Regions from separate parts of the Zea mays genome. Here region 2 is linked to region 1. The links are chromatin contacts, called in public Hi-C maps. All regions are on one chromosome and are shown on one strand. The core of a region is the stretch at or near the end of the contact, and the rest is flanking DNA. Distances in the headings are between cores, read along the strand shown. Region 1 has its middle 47 kb from the start of LOC100280946. Region 2 holds the start of LOC103653419 (pentatricopeptide repeat-containing protein At5g12100, mitochondrial).

Region 1 (6,452 bases), core at 2,055-4,554:
ACCTTGTCTCACCTTTTGTTTGGTTGAATGAGTAGAATTGGATTGTGTTGTGCTGGTATGCTTGAGTTCATGTTAGTTGTTTTTGTGCCCTTGTTTGATTTGTTTCTTTGATATGATTGTTGGTGTATTGTGTGACTTTTGTCCACAATGGCATCAATTAGCTAGAAAAAAACCTTAGATAGATGGGTTTTCTCTGCTCTCTATAATCTGTCTTTACTCAACCCTTTCTTCCCTTCCATTCTTCCATACCCATACAGATGTAAGACCTTGGAATGTCAACTACAAGTGATGTCACTAAGTGCAAAGAATGTGGTGTATTGGCAAGTCAAAACAACACTATAAATAAAACAGCTGATGAACAGACATTCAAGACACAAAAGGATGCACAACCAAACCAACAAACAAGTGACCTTGGAACATGTTGTTGTTGTTGTGAGTACTATGGAATTCCTTGTCGCCAGATCAGTACAAACGAAAGTGAAACTACAAAACAGAAGAACCAGATTTTATTTTCCGGCATTAAAAGACAGATGTCTCCCCCTGAACAACTAATAGCAGAGTCTTTCATACCTAATGCACTGTTAGTTGATGAATTGCAAAGTATTTCAAAAAGGAAACATCACAAGGATGCCCAGCCCCAAGAAGAAACACATGAGTGTTACATTGATGGATGGACTATTACTTGCACACAGTTTCAACCTCATGGTCACATCAGGTCCAAGAAACAAAAAGGAAAACATGGAAAAAGTCAATAAATAACTTCAAGGAAAGCTTGCTATCAATGTGGACGTGAAGGTCATTACTTCCGTAACTGTCCTGAGAAGAGTTTAATACAGATCACCTCCGAGATGAAGCTATCTCAGTCTTCAGAACTGGAAAATGAACGAAAATGCATAGAAACTTCTACCAACACCGTAAAGACAACTCCACCATGTAACTTATCAAGTCGTGCTTGCTTTGGCTGTGGTGATACCGACCATCTTGTTAATGGTTGTCCTAAGAAGGATGTGGAGATCAATAAAGTCCAAAAGAAAAGACAACACCCTCAAACCCATGCATCAACAAAGAATAAACAACGGAAAGAGACCACATGAAAGATAAGTTATGCGGTAACAGGAACTATTCCATGTGATAATGCAGTGATTTTTGGAACACTAGTCATTCACACAACCATCGCCACCGTATTGTATGATCCTCGTACAACACATTCTTTTATCAGTGCCCAGTTTGCAACAAAGTATGGTATCTTTAAGTGTCCCTTAAGATCAAGAAAGACCATCAGTACACCCAAAAGGAAAATGTTAGTGAACTACATATGTCCAAAAGTAAGTGTTAAAATCAACGGGATAGATTTTCCAGCTGATCTCCTAGTGATAGAATTAATGGGAAAGGATGTGATTCTTGGAAAGAATTGGTTACAAAGAACTAAAGCAGTAATCCAACATACTAAGAGAACCATATGTTTGGAAACTCCATCTGAAGAAACAATAGTAGTTAAAGACAACCGACCTCCAGCTCTGAAGTTTGGTACATCTGACAAGGAAGATTAATATGTCATTTAGCTAGAAGAAGGAGTATGTCTCACGAAGAAAAAAATGTCAAAGTGTTGTCCCTTTCAAGATTTGTAATTGTGCTAAGTGTTATATGAATAAATTTGGAGAATCTTTCGCACCTATTGTGTTTTGCCTCTTTATAAAGAAAATAAACTGTGGTGTCATCTGCTATATGCAAACAATGTGATACTCTAGTTGCCCTAAAATCCCGCTCAAGTCTTTCTCTCAATTTGTGCTCAAAGAAATACTGTTGGATCAGAAAGATGATTTGGGTATCATGCTCCGTAATTTATAAGGTTCAAAAGATCTCTGTTAAGGATTATAACACTTGTACACTCTTGTAGTATGATGAAGCTAGGAGAAATCTGAAACCACCCTTGTTCCTTGACTAATCTTGGAAATCAAAAAGTTGTGTTCACCCTTTATCTTCATATCATACAAGCCGCTTATGCAGTCTATCTCACTAACTCTTTTACCCTCTGACTAGATGATGAACCCCAATGGAAATGAAGTAAATGGTGCCAACGACAATATTCCTACCTTAACAACTATGAACGAGAAAAATGAGTCACAGAGATATTTGATGAATGGAATGAAGAACAACAAAAGAAATAGAAAAATGTTTGGATACATGATTAGTCCACCTCAATCACAAGCAAAAGCCACGAAACACCTGGATATCCAAACCGAAGAATCAAGTCACGCTCAACCATATGAGATACAGACACCCAGTCAACCCTCACCCCCTGTTGGTCAAGCAAAGTTGACTCGCAAAGAACTCAAAGCAAGAGGTGCTTGCTACTACTGCAAAAATGAAGGACATCTTATTCGCGAATGCCCCAAGAAACGTCTAGACCGACTAGAGAAGAAAGCTCCCCAGCATGACCTAAGCAATAATTCAGAAGACCAACCAGGTTATAAGTACGATGATGAAGGTCACCTGATTAGTATATATTGTGGTATGAAGAAGTAATGAGTTCATTAAGTTTGGAAGAGTCCGTTGGAAACCAAGAACCTACGAATAACCATCTATCACCTTTGTTTTCTTGCTAGCCTTCTCTAATCTCGAGGACAAGATTCTTTTTAAGAGGGTAGATTCTGTAGCACCCTAAATCCATCAATTAAAGGCAACCTAGTTTATATTATTAATTTCTAGTAGAAAAGAAAAATATTGACGTTTTCAAATGATGGAATGGTGATATAATTAAATCAAGCAATTTCTTGAATAGATAAAATTTTACCAATTGATTGATGCATTCATGTGAATCATATTTTTTGTTTGATTTGATTTGCGTCCAATTTTTTGATTAATTTGGTGTGAAAAACATTTTACAAAATAATAATAATTTGTTAAAATAAAGCTTCCTGCAAAACAAGTATTTAGTTAATAATATTCTTGAATTTATTATGATTTTAGAAATATGTATATGCTTATACATTAATTGAGATTTATTTTTTGGTGTGAATCTTTCTATAAAAATATAATAAGTTAGTACAATCTTGTTGTGAAAATATGCATTTTAAATATGTTAATAATATTAAAGACTTTATTCTAATTTTTTGGAATATATTTATTTATTATATATATATTCTGCTATTTTAAAAAAAGAATTTCGAAATTAAAAAAAGAGAGAAAAAAACCCACGCCCAGCCATTCCCATTTTCTCAAGCCCGGCCGACCACTCCCAGCCTCTCCCTCTCTCTTTGTATCACTTGCGCATGGGTCCCAGTTGTCAAATCCTACATCTATCTCCTAACGTCTCTCTTGCTCTGTTCGTTGGGACGTTAGCGTGCCGCCGTTCGGCTCCTGCCCACGCAGAGCCGTTCGCCCGGGTTCTTGCTGCTTGCTCGTCTCCTCGTAGTGAAGCCACCTCACCGTCCTTTTTCCTGCCGTGGCTCGTCCCCTTCCTCCCACTACAACGTTTCTTCCTATGCTCGCCATTAATGGCGATGTTTGCGATAGTTTCTCTTTCTTGCGTCATTCACTCTTGTGCACGCCGGCTGAACGCTCGCTCGCACGCCACCGGCAGTTTCTTCCACTCATGCCACCGTTAATGGCGTTCTAAATTCTTCAGTTTCTCAGCTTCAATGGCCATCAAATATTTAGCCGTAATTTGCTCTCCCTCCCTGCATTTCTTACGCTCACTTTACAGCCGAACAAATAAATGGGCCCTTAATGGTCATGAGACTTGACTCAGAACAAACAAAATTTCAGTCACGTAAAATATTAGGAGACCCGTTTGTTCTCTTCTCTTTTCTGAAGGCTCCAACGTGCTCGTCGCCTCGCCTGGGAGGCTGGGACGGGAACAAACCCGCCACCTCGCCGTCTCCGGCTCCGAAGACCAAAAGCCAGTCGTTGCCTCCTTGGTTCCGCTTCCGCCCGCTCGACTCTTGCTTCTGCTTCCGTTATGTGTTGCCCTGCCGTGGCGATTTATGTTTGGAAATTGGAATGTAGTGGCCTAATTAGTGGGGTTTTGTTGTGGTTTTGTGCTCAGGTCGCAGGCGGGGGCCATCGACCGATAAGGGTTCCGGGATGGACTTGCAAGCGGCGAGGCTCGACGCCGCGCGCCAGCGGGTGTATACGGGGGCGCCGACCTCCTCCGCGCTGGGGCAGCCCCAGCCCCAGCATCTCGGCGCCGGCGACCGCCGCCGCTGCCTTCCTCCTCGCCCTCCGACTTCTAGAGGCAAGACGCGCAGCGGCGGCGTGGGGAAGGCGGACGAGGTGCGCGGTACTCGGGATCGGGACACGCGGCACGGCAGCGGCGTGATGACGTGCTACTCGGTGGCTGTTGTAACGGGCGACGGGGCGCCTGGGGTGGCGCGGAAGGACAAGGGAGTCGCCGAGTTGGGCGGCAAGAGGTGTCTCGACTTGGCAGAGGAGAAGGGAGTCAGCGACGCGGGGAGGAAGATGGGCCTGGGCTTGGCGGCGTACCCACTGGCGCCGCTGCCTAAGCGGAGGCTAGTGTCGGCGACGCGCCGTTTCTCGCTCGGCTACGGGAGAGAAGCTGCAGCTACGCCCGCGGACGACGATTCTAGGCTCGTGGTTGCAGTTGCTTCTGATGCACTGAAGAAGACGGCTCTTCCTCTTTCGGTCGGCAAGGCGGGTTCGAGTGTCATGGAGGTGGAGTCATCTGCTGCGGTTGTCTCCGCACCAATTGCTGACAGTGGCCATCACGGTCTGGAGGCTGAGCTGCAGAGATCATATGAGAGTTCATGCTGGAGCAGTGTGCCTAGTGCAACTGGTTTCCTTGACACTGGTTCACAGAGGAGTTCTGGATTTGAAAGGAACGTGTTGGTGCCAGGCACACAGCGTTTGCTACCCAAGCCAAGGATGATTTCTGCCATTCGCCGCTTCCCACCTGGTTGCGGGAGGGTCCGAGCGTCTCTGGTTGCTCGAGGAGTCAGTAAAGTGCGTTTGCCATTGCTGGGGAAGGTGGAAGTTATGCCTGCTAAACAACAAGTTGTGAAGGCTCACGCATCTAGAAAAAAGTGCGTCCGAACAGAAGGAGATGTTGCTGCCACAATTAGGAACTCCTTTGGTCCCAAGAAGAAGGGAAATATAAAACAGAAATCGATGCTGCCATCTAACGTGGAAGATGGCATTCTGAAGGCACTAGCTGCTCGTGAAGAAAAATATGCCATCCAGAATGTGGATGCTAGGAGCAAGGCCAAGATGCTGAGCAGGAGGTTCGAGTTTATGTGCAGGGCTATAATACAAGCTATGAAAGAACAGCCATTGAAGTTACATAGAATTGATCTTGCAGCTGCTGATCTAATCAAGAAAATGCCAGGATTTACGCAGCCTGGGCCTATTGTTGGGAATGTGCTTGGAATAGAAGTTGGTGACGAGTTTCTCTACAGAGTCGAGTTGAACATTGTTGGTCTCCACCGCCCATACCAGGGAGGCATAGACACCACAAGAGATAAATATAATGTGCTTATCGCAATCAGTATCGTTGCTTCTGGAGGTTATCCTGATCAGCTATCTCGGTTGGGTGAATTGGTATACACCGGTTCTGGAGGAAAGATTTCTGGTAACAAGGGTGAGGGGGATCAAAAGCTTGAGAGGGGTAATCTAGCCTTGAAGAACTGCATCCGAACAAAAAGTCCTGTCCGAGTAATTCACACCTTCAAATGTCTGGACAGAGAGGAAGGCAACCATTCGATGGCCAAAGAAACCACAATATTCACATATGACGGGCTATATAATGTTGTAGATTGCTGGAGAGAAGGCCAACCAGGCTCCAAGGTGTTTAAGTTTAAGTTACAGAGAATTCCTGGGCAAACCCAAGTTCTGTCAACCAATCGGATCTAGTTATTGTTTCTTTGTGCACTGAAGCAGAGCCTTGTGAGGATGTGGTTCAGGTGAAGAGAACTAGCACAACCATGCTCAGACAGTGAACCAGCTGCAGGACATAAGCCGTGACCAGCTTGAGCAGCACAAGGTGTAAAGGCTTCTTCGCTCTTCTTGGCGGTGATGGTTCTTGTTGTGTTACTTCTGGAGTCCTGGTGGTGGTATAATGGTATCTTGTGACCTGTGTTGCGAAAAAGAACTAGAGAAGCCATGGCGTTTGTTTCAACTTTTAATGAATTCTGTGCTATAGTGCTATGTCTACATTGTTAGACTGTCTCCAACAATACCCTATAAAGCATCCGGTGCGCTATATTTAGCGTTTCCAGTCGTTTGCTACGCATCCAACAAGGATCGGTAAAACATCCGCTAAAACATAGCGTCTGTCTGGCGATCGCTAAATGTGGCGTTTCTCTCTCCATCCTCTATCCATGTGTGCGCTCGATATTTTCGTACAAGTCGCCAGCAATGCTACGGCAGTTACTCATCCACCACCGTGCTATGGCTGTCGGGGGCGGAGCTTCCATGCCACGGTGGTGCAGCTCGAG
Region 2 (6,953 bases), core at 4,363-6,862, 380 kb before region 1:
AAAATTTTATTTTGAACTTTTGTCTAATAGACTGATCACACACACAGTTGCTGAAAACAGCCTTCACATGGGATGCAACCGCCAACCAAGCTTTTGATGTCCTCAAACAATCCCTTATTGCTGGCTCAACTCTATAGTTATCCGACTTCAACGCCGCATTCATCAACTGTGATGCTTAGATAAAGATTTCAGTGTAGTGCTCCATTAGGACAAGCCCCTGTTGCTTTCTACAGCCATCCAATCATATCGTAGCTCACCAAATTGGTTGCCTATGAGCGCGAGTTCATTCGGCTAGTCAAGGTCGTGCACCATTAGCGAACGTATTTATGGACATGACCACTCGTCGTGCGAATAAACCACTACATGTTGAAATTCCTACTAGATGAGCACTCTCTATCATACTGCAACACACCTAGGTGAGCAAATTTCTTGACCATGACTTGTCTATTGAATAGCTACCAAAAAACTCCAATATGGTCATCGACGCGATATCTCGTCGTGACAAGGATGCAACATCAATGCTGGCCCTGTCCAGCCCCTTCTTTGAACTCTTTGATGACCTCCGAAGTGAAATGCTCAAGCTCGATGAGGGGAACACCTGCTAGACCATATTCGCAAAGGAGAAGCTACGACTAAATGGTTAGCAACCAACAGTATCGCCATCTACACCGTCCGCTTGTTCATTGCCCTTCTGCCCTCCCTATGGCCACCCATCCTGGCCACAGTTCACGGGGCGAGCCATGAAAGCACACATAAGATGCTATACTAAATTTGTGCCTCCTACAATGCCAAAAGCAACCAAGATAGTCATAGACTACATGAAAAGCTGCAAAGTTTGCCAACACAACATGTTGGAGCGCCTCCACCCAGCAGGACTGTTGCAGCCCCTTGAGTTACCAATTTCGGTTCGAGTGGAAGGGTTCCCTCATATCGACGGCAAGTTAGTGGTCCTCATGGTGGTCAATCGCTTTTCCAAGTACATCCACTTTCTACCCCTAGTGCATCTATACACTATCGTCTCTGTTACCAAAGAATTCTTGGACAAAATTGTTAGGCTTCATGGTTTCTCATGTTCCATCATCGACGATTGATATCACATCTTCACTAGTACATTCTGGACGAAATTGTGTAGACTCTCCGGCGTGCAACTATGCCTCAGTATGGCTTTCCACCCCAAAACAAATAGTCAGTCAAAGGTGACCAATAGGATATTGGAAGTCTACTTGCGCTGCTTGGTCAATGATCAGCCTACAAGTTGGCTATGCTGGCTACCATTGGTAGAATACTGCTACAGCACCTCTTTCCAAACCGCTCTTCATTCCACACCATTCAAGATGGTATATGATTGCAATCCACTAGCACTGCTCTCCTACAACTAAGGGTAGTTCAAGGTGGCCGTTGTTGACCGACCATGATGATTTTTTGCTCCAAATTTGTGACAGATTGTTGTGTGCTCAAAAGATCATGAAAGACAATTATGACACCCATCATTGTGTAACGGAGTTCTAGGCACACAAATGGGTCTAGTTGTGCCTTCATCACCAACTTGCAACATCACTGATTTATAAAGCTTAAGGAAAGTTGGTTCTCAAGTACTATGGGCCCTTCCAAGTGCTTGAGCACATTAGCCCTGTCGTCTACTTGCTCTGCCACCATGTGCTCGTATCAATAATGTCTTCCATATGGTGTTCCTCAAGAAATTTTAGGGACAACCGCCAACAGCGAGAGCACCTCTACCTCCCCATTAAACACGGGCAAGTATTGCCTCAGCTGAGAAAGATACTACATTCCCGCCTCAACCATGAGTCTGGGAGGTATTGGTCAGTTGGATGCATAGTTTTCAAGGCGTCACTTAGGAGGTAAGGCGCTTCGGCGAGATAAGGCGTCCTTGTCGTCTTGCTTTGGTACTTAAAACGAGAGCGAGAGAGAGAGAGAGATAGAGAGAGAGGTTGTAGCACGGCAGCTGGCAGTGGCACGACGGCACAGGAGAGGGAGAAGTGGGGAGAGAGGGAGAGAGCTGAGAGAGAGGGGGCGTTCGGAGGGAGGGAGTCAGCTGTAAGAGAGGGATGTGACTAGGGAGAGGGACAGTGCTAGAAGACAGGGAGTGGGTTTAATCTAATTTTAATTGGCAAACTGGAGTAATCTTTCTCTTTTCTTTATCTTTTTTTCTCTTCTTTATTAATATTTATGTCCTAAATACTTTATCAAATATCAATATTTTTCCTTTTATTAAATATAATTAATTTCTTTATTAATATTTATGTCCTAAATACTTTATTAAATATCAATATTTTTTCTTTTATTAAATATAATTAAGGCGTCGCCTCGCTTACGCTTTATCGTTTAAAAGGTAAAAAAGGATCAATCATCTTATCTCGTTTTACGACCTTAAAACTGTGGTTGGATGGGCCAATGCCTTAAACCTGTGGTTGGATGGGCCAATCTGTTGTTGACTCTACATGGAGCAACTCAATGAGTTCAAGGACGCTTTCCCTTCATTTTAGCTTGAGGATGGGTTGTTTCACAATGGGGGGAAGTGTTACTCTTTTATTGGGAGGACCTATTAACAATGGCCCAAGTCAGAAACGTAGCCCTTGCTGCACCAGGAGAACCTTCAAGTACCAGTAAAATAAAGATACAGACATACATCCTTAGAGACATATGAAATTAAATTGGAACTAGTACAAAAGTGTTTTCCTGGCGAAAGGAAAACCAGTAAACTTAAAGTAGCATCAGTTTTAACACCTGACACTTTTCGTCTATTCAGTTTCAACTAAAATAGTAGCAGTGCTTTCATCAACAATAAACTAAATTACAGTGGGAAGTCAGACATTGACAATAGTGACAAGCTTTTAGCAAGTTGCCTTTTCGTTGCACTCTGTTCAGTTTTATATCTATACTCAGTTCAAACATGATACCAACTAGTAGTCAATCTGATAAGTGTTCCACACTTCATCAGTAAGGGAAAATACTATTTTGTTGAATTATAGAAATTAGCAAACAAAGATAGTGCTGATAAATAGACAAAATCATGAAGCACGGTGAATTCCATATGATACAGCAAATTGGAGAACCACACTGAGTTAAGAAAAAAATTGATCAACTATACTATTATGCCCTTCATGTGCAACAATAAACATTTCAAAACAATGCCCTCTATCGTCCTTGCAACCTGGGAGGTAATGAAGGTTGAAGGAGCATGGCACTGGCACCCAAGTTTTTGAAAATACAGTAATAAAAAAATTGGACCCATCCCCACTACCCTAGGGCAGATTAAAGAAGAAACTGATGACATGGTTCTTGGCAGTGGCAAAAGGTTCAATACGAATTATACCAAACATTTAGCCGCTACCATCTTTATACCCGCATACCCCCATTTATGTTTCATGTCTGTACAATTGAACTCTAAATCTGAAATTTTGTTTTTGATATTAACATAACTGGCAACCTTCCAGCCTTTTCATTTCAAGGCAATCCAATCAAATTGGACTTGCTATTATCCTATCTAGCTCATGGTTACTTCTCTTCGTGTCATCAAAGGCTATTCCTTTCTCTGACATTTCTTTTTTCAGAGATGCTACCTTTGAATCATTTTCACATCTCACATAGGCATCAACCATGATGCCATATATGCTACTGCTCGGTTCAACATTCTTGTGCAACATTTGCTGATATAGGCATTCCATATCATGAACTCTCCCTGCACTAGCCAATGCACTAACAAGTGTATGGCACGTTCTCAGTGTAGGTCTGATGCCATACTTGTTCATTTCTTGGAGAAGCTCCAATGCTTTATCAGTATCGCCCTTGTTGCAGCATGCTGATATTATAGTATTGTAGCTGACAACGTCAGGTCTCAGCCCTTGATTTCTTAAGGTGTAAATCAACTCTTCCGCTTCATCTATTTGTGAACTTCTGCAAAGACCTTTTAGCAGCAAATTATAGGTAACTATACTTGCGGATACTCCACTATTTTTCATCTTCTCCACCAGAAGGAGAGCCTGCTCAGTGTCACCTGACTCTATATAAGCATCAATGATTGAGTTGTACACCTGTGCATTTGGTGCAACGTCTTTGTATATCATATCATCCAAGATAGCTACAGCTTCTGGGATTTTTCCGTTCTTGCAAAAAGCCTTGACAACCGAACCAAAGGAGATAACATCTGACTTTATCCCCTTCTGTTGCATATCAGACAGAACAGTGAAACACTTTTCGAGTTGCCCTGCTGTCCCATAAGCATCAATCAGTGTATTGAAAGTTTCCACACTCGGATCCACTCCGCTCTTCTCCATCTCCATCACCAAATCCTCTGCTTTGGTGACCATTTCCAACTTACACAAACCATTTATGAGTGCATTGTAGGTGATGTGATCTGGCCTAATATGGCGTGATTTCATTTGCTCAAAGATGCAGAAGGCTCCTCGAAGGTCACGAACCTGACAATAGCCATTTATTAGTGTGTTGTAGATCACTGTTGTTGGGACCAGTCCTGTGTGCACCAACATCTCGAACACCTGTTTTGCCTTTGCGACCTTCCCATCCTTGCATAGACCATTCAGCAAGATACTGCAAGTGTATGCTCCAAGCATGACACCCTTCTTCAAAGACTCCGCAAACAAAGAAAGCATGGTCTGTGACTCTCCTGTTCTTGTGAGACCATCAAACAATATGCTATATGTGAAACCATCTGGCAACATGCTATGTGATGCCATCTCATCCATCAAGGCTCTCGTCTCATCCATCCTGCCAGTGCGGCACAGCCCTGATAGCAGCACATTGTAAGTGACAACATTTGGCTTAGGGCCATCATGTAGCATTTGATCCCGCAGTCTGAAACCAGCCTCCAGGTCCCCACCCTTGACATGCCCATCAATCATCGTGTTGTAGGTGATCCGGTTAGGCGCGACTCCCATGTCCACCATTTCATCGAACACCTTGAGGGCGTCGCTGCCCTTCCCGGACCTCCAAAGCCCTGCGATGACCACGTTGTACGAGAACGCGTCGGGAGGTGGGGCGCCTTCGCTACGGCCCATCCGCCGCAGCATGGCGAGTGCCACATCGAGGTCGCCCGCGGCAACGCAGGCCTGGACAACCTTGTTCCACGCGAAGGTGTCCGGGCGCGCCCCGGCCGCCACGAGGAGGCCGAACGCGGCGCGCACATCAGCGTGGCGACCTACGAATAGGAGAGACTCGAGAAGGAGATTGCAGGACGATAGGGACGGCAGCGGCGAGCACACCTCGCCGGCGCAGGCGCCGTCGCCCGCGCTGGCGAGGAGGGAGAGCAGGCGGAGCGCGCCGTCAGGTTGGCAGAGACGCGCGGAGGCGACAACGAGGGCGGAGGCCGCGTCGCAGAGGAAGGAATGGGGGCGCGCCCGCGGGCCGTCCTTGGTGTCGGCTGTGGCGGCAAGAGCTTGGTAGAGGTCGGGGACGTTGGTAGCGGGGGGATGGGAGGAGAGGAGGGATTTGGCAAGGTCGACCGCGCGGTGGAAGCGGCCGGCGTCGAGGAGGGAGGCGAGTTCACTGAGGGAGGCAGTAGAGGTGGAGGAGAGGTGACGGCGGCATGGGAGAAGGCGAGACATTTGCGAGCTACCTCTAATACTGTACTGCTGTGCCCATAGTTGGTCTTGCGGGAAAATTGGACCACCAACCTCTAAGACCAACTCCAGCAGACTCCCTCTCCGTATCCCTAAAACGCGCGGCCAACAGATTCTCTCTCCTCTCCGTATCCGTCTCCGTTTCCAGCAACACTCCGCATCCCACTCCGCATGCAGTCTATGACACCCGGGGCCCGCCAGCAGGCGCGCGCGCACGCAGAGAGCTGCGGAGAGGAGAGAGAAAGCGTGGAAATGGGGAGTCAGGGTACAGGTCGTGCGTTTTACGGAGCCGGATGCGGAGCCTGCTGGACTGATGAATAGTGTGCTAGACTCCGCAAAATAGGGATACGGAGCCGCATGCGGAGTACTGCTGGAGTTGGTCTAATACTGTACTGCTGTAGTGCTGTACCCATAAGTGAGCTTATTACGAAAATTGGACCACCAACCTCGCGTTTTCCACATTTGTTCCCATCGCTGCAGTTTTTCAAACCTAACGAGACACTCACTCCTAGTACTGACTCCGTTCACAAATATACGACACCATTAATTTTTATAGAAAACTTTAATCACTCGTCTTATTCAAAATAGTTATTCAAAAATGTAAAATTTTAAATCAAGCACAAACTATGACAACTCATTTTTTTTGAATAAGACAGAGTGTAAAAAAAAATTAAAAAAAGTCAACGGTGTCAAATATTTATAAACGGAGGGAGTACTACGTATCTCTTTTCTGCGAGTCCATTGTCGGTGTCGCCACGAGTTTACTAAAGTGCCCCTTCATGGCTCTTCTCTCGTTGTGTCCTTCTAGTCCCCTTTCTACACCTAGCTCTGTTCTCCTGAATCCCTAACCCTAACTATGGAGTTGCGCCTCCCCGCTTCATCGGCCGGGAACTCGATGCGAGAAAAGCGTCATCGGTATACGATATAGCTTGACCTTGACGGCATTGGTGCTGTCACACCCGGATTTTAGGGGCAAACTCAGATGCATCTCATATGTGTGCTAAAGAAGAACAGCACATATAATGACTAAGTGTATAGAGATGAATGTCACAAACTTTATTACATAGCGGAAGTGTCTTACAAAAAAAATGATAACAAATAAAGCGAACTAATATTATTTCCTTGGCTCCCTTAAGCTGACTATGAGACGCCACCTAGACCTCGTCAAACTCCTTATAGTAGTCCTCCTTTTGGGCCACTTGCTCTTCACCTGTGGGGGTAAGGGTTATATATCGTAAGAGTGAGCTCACAAAAGTTCATCGCTCAACAAGTGTGGGGAATAATGTGCATGAGCTCACCGTGGGGGGCTCATATGAAGTATAAGGCTGATAAACAAATAATGGTTAAAGTTGAGCA

What was found. A called contact is a pair of places that touch in the nucleus more often than the background predicts.
Region 2: a Hi-C map of ear shows a contact between it and region 1, with 2.0 times the contacts expected there. The contact joins the promoter of LOC103653419 here to the enhancer-like site in region 1. A contact is called at or near these places in 2 of 25 Hi-C or Micro-C datasets (ear and tassel).

The regions. Positions count from the first base shown.
Region 1 is chr4:77,608,968-77,615,419 of Zm-B73-REFERENCE-NAM-5.0, reverse strand. No RefSeq gene overlaps it. Among protein-coding and RNA genes, the nearest start is that of LOC100280946, 47 kb to the right of the region's middle. Within about 2 kb of position 3,304, at least 11 of the 20 cell types and tissues checked have an H3K27ac peak or open chromatin away from gene starts, as enhancers often do. A contact at or near this core is called in ear and tassel, where this site is marked.
Region 2 is chr4:77,992,586-77,999,538 of Zm-B73-REFERENCE-NAM-5.0, reverse strand. It overlaps LOC103653419 (pentatricopeptide repeat-containing protein At5g12100, mitochondrial), which reads right to left and starts at 5,612. Exons shown (of 1, transcript XM_008680330.3): 1 at 3,084-5,612. The coding sequence starts at 5,582. The coding sequence ends at 3,480.